Regions from separate parts of the Rattus norvegicus genome. Here region 1 is linked to region 2. Evidence: chromatin contacts called from public Hi-C data. All regions are on one chromosome and are shown on one strand. Each heading gives the region's core, a stretch centred on a gene start, on an enhancer-like site or on the middle of the called end of the contact. The rest is flanking DNA. Distances are from core to core; before and after follow the strand shown. Region 1 has its middle 23 kb from the start of Skor1. Region 2 holds the start of Calml4 (calmodulin-like 4).

Region 1 (2,900 bases), core at 328-2,827, 260 kb after region 2:
CATACTGTTCACACCGTTATCCTCATTTTTTAGAGAAAAAACAGCGCCAATGTCTGTGGTGCGAGGCATGTGGGAACATTTTCTTTATCCTCTTGTGCAGTCTCCCATTCTGCCTTTCTTTTTTCTTTTCTTCTTCTTTTTTGGGTGGTGGGGGAGTTTGAGGCAGGACTTCTCTGTGTACTCTTGGCTGTCCTGGAACTCACTCTGTAGAACAGGCTGGCTTCAAACTCCAAACTCACAGAAATCCACCTGCCTCTGCCTCCCAAGAGCTGGAATTAAAGGAGTGTGCCACCACTGCCCAGCTTCCCATTCCTTAAAAGCATTAAAACATTTTTTTAAAATGTGTGTGGATGAGTGTTTTGCCCTTGAATGACGAGCATGCAGTTGCTTGGTGAGGCCAGAAGCAGAAGAGGACGTAGGAACCCCTGGAGCTGAAGTTGTGAATTGCTCCGTGGATGCTGGGAATCCAGCGTAGGTCCTCTGCAAGAGCAGCCAGTGCTCTTAGCTACAGAGCCACCTCTCCCTGTCTTGGTTCCTAATTCTTGAAGGAGGTGATTTTTTTGGTCTCATTTGGGTTTGGGGAGATTTTTGATAGTTTTGTGTCTTTTTGTTTGTTTGTTGTTTCTCTGTGTACCCCTGGCTGGCCTCAAACTCAGAGATCCCCAGGCCTCTGCCTCCAGAGTTGGGATTATAGACATGTGCCACCGTGCTTAGCTTTGCTGGTTGGCTTTAAGTTACTGTTTTTTGTTAGTGTTGTTTTTAGATTTTTGCCCTTCCTTTCCTGTTTTGTTATTTTGCGGGGGTTTTTTTGTTTTTTGTTTTTGTTTGTTTTTGTTTTTGTTTTTGTTTTTTGGTATCGTTTTTGCCAGCTGAAGTGAATGGTTGCTTTCTGGTATTACAGATGTTAATGCTGAAGAATTTGAACCACACACAGAAAATGAAGCCTTTCCCCGCAAGGTTAATCCAATTGCCAGAGCTGACTCTGAAGTCGAGCTCTCTGCTTAACGTTTCCAAATGTGTCTGGGGACAGAGGCACTTTCAAGCAAATGCCACCCTCCTCAGGACCAAGTCAATGAGCTCCCCAGCCGGAGTCCTTTAAGAGAGTACATTCGGTGTGGGGCTTTTCTTGCAGTGGCTGTCTGTTTTGTTTTGTTTTTGTTTTTGTTGTTCTCCCCACTCCCTAGTAGGAAACCATTTCTGATCCAGACCGTTCCAGCCCAACAGCTGGGAGTTGGGATGCGAAAACCCCCGTTTCAGTTCTGACCCACGGTTCAGGCCGTCAAAGGTTAACATTTTTCCTTCATGTTCCCTGGTCCCCATCTTTAGGCCGGCTGGTCCATTTGTACGACTGCTAGTAGTTCCGAAGTTCCTGGGTACCTCCACTCCCCATCCCCATTTCCCGCTGAATCGGGACCCTTCGAAGTCTGTTCCACCTAGATAAGAGAGGCCAGAGAAGGGGAGATGTCACCGACCAGTGCTAGCCGCAGAAGCAGGAGGTTGGCCTTGGAAGGCTGTTCCCACCCACTTAAGGGCCTCTGGAGAGCCCGGCTGGCAGCGTGCAGAGCTGCAGGAGGCGCCTCTAGGGCGTCGCACCCAGGGCGAGCTCGCTTGTAGGCGGCCAATGCCTGCGGGAACAGCGAGGGGCCTCCTGCGCGGAGCCGTCGCCCTCTGGTGGCAGCATGGGAAAGGTACAGCTGTTCGCTGGGCGCCACCTCCCCTCAGACCAGAACTGGAACTTGCTAGAAGGGGAAGCCAGACACAAATGAGCCAGGACTGGAACCTGGGACTCCAGGCAAATTCCTCATTCAACTGACATTTACAAGGACCTCTAGAAACTATGAAGAGTAAGCATCCGAGGCTTAAGATTTGACTCAGGCTATTGCAATAAGGAGAACAGTTGTTAATGAGTAATGTCTAAAACAAAAGGGAGGAGGGCGGGAGTGTTAGTTAGGCCGGTAAAGAGAGTCACCAGAGCACCATAGAAGCAGGAAGGAAGGAAGTGTGGAGATGATGGCCTTTTCGCGGAACATGCACATCAATGTGGCCGGTTCCTTAGCTTTCTCCCGGAACCCAAATTTAGCAGTGAGAGTGTTGTCTGCTCGGGCTGCCTTTGCCAGCACTGTAAACAGCAAAGCGATATTGTCCTTTGTGAGAGGAAGGAAGAGGAGCTGTGGAGATGGTTTAGGGGTTAAGAGTACTTAGTGCGCGCGCACACACACACACACACACACACACACACACACACACCCCGCTACCTACTTTTTAAAAAACGTTAAAGGAAGAGAAGAAAGGGATGCTGGGCCCTATTGTTAGGCATGAGGGAGATTCCAGACTGACATGCTGAGTCTAGGCTGGGGTTGCATGAGGTTGCGTAGAGCTATGCAATCATGCATAGCTGGATTGCTGGAGGTGGGGGGATTGTTCAAAGAGGGACGTCCTCCCGGATGCCCTCCCCCAGTCATCCAGCTGTTACATCTTTAATAATCTTCCCTACTATTTCCCACAACTCCACTGGTTACGGCACAGCCCCTTTGACTGGTTCCACAGCTTTCCCCTGGGCCTCTGAAGGCCCTCTTAACTGATGTGTTTTCAAGCACAGCCTACCCTGCTGTATCCAACTTCTGGCCCATCATCCTGCCAGTGAGGAGAGCTGACCTTTCATGATCTCCTCAGAGGGACTCCAAGTAGACCTGTTGCCTATCAAAATCCCAGAAGGGATTTTGGGGGTGTAGTTCCGTTGGTTATCCAGGCCCTGTGTTTGATCTCCAGCAATGCATAAAACCCCCAGTGGTGCTGCACTCCTGGACTCAGAGACAGAAGAAGGGGGATCAGGCATCTTCAATTACACAGTGAGGTCGAGGCCAGCCTAGGACACATGAAACTGTATCAAAAAATATAAA
Region 2 (2,718 bases), core at 157-2,656:
GTGATGATATAATGTTCATAAACTATACCAGTAAATGATTTAGGGGCACATGACTGACCATAGTACCCTGGTACCCAGTTACTCAAACTCAAGAAAGTGTCTCACCAGCCTCTGAGCCCCTCACAGAGGTAGGGTATTCGGGGGCCTCAGCTCTGTGCCCACCTCTCAGCGCTTACTGCCTACCTCCCTTACTCACCCACGGCCACTAAGCTGCACCCTCCAGCCTTCCCTACCCCCACTATACCCACCCCCACCAAACCTAGCCCCCACTATACCCACCCCCTCCAAACCTAGCCCCCACTATACCTACTTCTCCATACCTAGCCCCCTACCATATCTCGCCCCCAACCACACCTAGCCTCCCAATCATACCTAACCCCACATTATAGTGGGCTCAGAACCTTGATTCTCAAGTCTAAAGCAGGAAGAGGTGGCTCAGGAGAAAAAAACATTCCACATGGAGGGAGGGGTCAGGACCAGGGGGAGGCCATGAGTCCATGTGCCCTGGATGAGCAGGAGAGTTCACCTCTCTTCTTCTGGCACCTGTAGCCTTTGGCAGCCCCATTGCTCCCACACAACCCATGGGATCGCACACAATGGCTGACAATTGGGCCAGCCTGGGTTTAGCGCCTCACCGGCAAACCAGCCACGGAGTGTGGATGAAGGAAAGGAGACTTCCAGATGAGTTCGAGAACCTAGTCATGCCCAGGGCCCAGTGGCAGTTCTGGGAGCCACCCTTCTTCCTGTCTCTCGACGGAGACAGGAATAGAGGGCTGAGAAATTCAGAGTCAGCAGCTTATAATACTGGACTGGGCGAGCCGAGGAAGAGAGACGAACTTCCTGCCTGGGAAAGTCAGGTCAAATTCCAAGGCCCCTGAGCAGCTAGCCTAAGACTCCGCTCCAGCACCCAATGCCATCCCCACCCCCTAGGAAGTAGATGGCTGTGTGTTGGTCTTTGGATTCTCTCAGCAGCCCATCATGTATCTGGTGAGGAAACCGAGGCATACAGGAAACGAAGGATTTGGATCCCAGCTGAGGAAATAACTTGGATCCCTAGCTGTAGTGCATCCCCAAGGCTGTGTCTCTGAGCGCAGCTCCATTGGAGAGCCACTACTGGGGGGAGACAGTGTGTGTGCTATCTGGCTCGGGAGAGTGAAAAGGGTCCCAAGACAGGCTCAGATCAGAACAAAGTCAGCCCCACCCGGAGCCCCCTTTTCAGAAGCTCCTAAGAAGGGACACCCAAATTGTCCAGTGGCTGCAGAGCCCTAGCCTCTAGGGGCAGGGGCCTCCAGGAGAGCTTGCAATGGTTTCCTCACAAGCAACCTTCTCAGGATGGTGGGGGCATCCGCTGTTCAGCTGCAATCTGACTCTCGTGGCATAGGGCCCAGTCTCCATGGCAGCAGAGGATTTATTACCAGGCCTCCACCCAGCCTGGTGGACTTTCGACTCCAAGCCGGAGTAAAGAGAACCAAACACAGTTCCAGGAGCCAGGGGTGCCTGAGGATGGTGAGTGAGGGGCTGTGCCGGAAGTAGGTGGGAAGGGCCCCAGCTGAAGCCCCCTTTTGACTGTTCTTTCTCTGCTGCAGGCCAAGTTCCTTTCCCAGGAGCAAATTAATGGTAGGTTGGGTTTGTTATTTAATTAGTAACTCCCCACAAAATGTGTGTCTCATTAGGCAATTTGCTCTGCTGGGTTTTGTTGGTAGGAAGGAAGGCCTGAGGGGTGGACAGCTGGCCCACCCACAGGTTGGGGGCCAGGTGCTGTGGGGCAGCTGTTGATCTGTTTGGGGGTGGCCCTGAGGATGGACTAGCTGACTTCCAGGGCTTGTTATATATCAGTGTGACTTTCAAACTGGGTCATAAAAGTGAGTTTGCTAGTGCCCCCGAGAGCCTGGAAGCCTGTCTGGGTGGGAGGCTGTTAATGGAGGAAGACCATTACCATAGTAACTGAACCAGAGGTGAGGGGTGGGGCTTTGTAGTCAGTGCAGACAGGCACCAGAACCCAGGGTTATGCCCTGGGGCAGGATATTTCTTTATGGACCTTAATCTCTGTAAAACTGGGGGTTGAGCTGGCACCTCCTGCCTAGTTCAGTGTGGGCACCTTGTTCTTAGGCTTCCCACAGAGCAGAGTTCTGTTTCCCCAAGACCAGAAAGACAGAATTAAGTTACACAGAACCTGGCCAAGACCTGGCCAGGGGTCTGGTGGCTGAGTTCCTGGCAGAGAGATCAGAGTGCAGCCCCGGACCTTTACGGGGTAACTATCTTTTCCCTGAGGCTGTGCCCCTAAACCTGCCCCAACATAGGACAGAAACAGCCTTGATAACTCCCTTCTCATTGTTGTTGACATGACACCTTGTCTGTGAGATAGAACTGCAGGTACACAGGGACATGGAGCTCTGATGCAGGACACTGTCTAGCAGGCCACAGGGTGGCTTCTGGCTACACCAGCAAGGATCAATCCCAGAGATGTAAATGACCAGAGCTTGGTCTAGAGGAGGGGGTGACAGGCATGTGTGCTTATAGGTCCAAGGGGGTACCTTTTCTTAGAATCCTTAACTCCCTGTCCCCCAAACCAAGGCCAAGACAGAGGGGACTGTCTTGAAGAAAGAGTGAAGAGACTTTACAGCACAGAGCCTAACCTACAGTTATGGGCTAGGGGCTGGCGAGATGATTTGCTATGTAAGAATTTGTACTGCTCTTGCAGAAGACCCAAAGTTTGGA

What was found. A called contact is a pair of places that touch in the nucleus more often than the background predicts.
Region 1: a contact with region 2 is called in a Hi-C map of liver, with 5 times the contacts expected there. The contact joins the enhancer-like site here to the promoter of Calml4 in region 2. A contact is called at or near these places in 10 of 12 Hi-C or Micro-C datasets (the Rat2 cell line, Schwann cells, frontal cortex and 6 more) and 1 of 1 datasets of contacts at active chromatin or transcription factors (oligodendrocytes).

The regions. Positions count from the first base shown.
Region 1 is chr8:72,478,539-72,481,438 of GRCr8, forward strand. No RefSeq gene overlaps it. Among named protein-coding and RNA genes, the nearest start is that of Skor1, 23 kb to the right of the region's middle. Within about 2 kb of position 1,578, at least 24 of the 93 cell types and tissues checked have an H3K27ac peak or open chromatin away from gene starts, as enhancers often do. A contact at or near this core is called in liver, where this site is marked.
Region 2 is chr8:72,217,480-72,220,197 of GRCr8, forward strand. Calml4 (calmodulin-like 4) reads left to right here and starts at 1,407. Exons shown (of 5, transcript NM_001127575.1): 1 at 1,407-1,506; 2 at 1,587-1,617. The coding sequence starts at 1,504.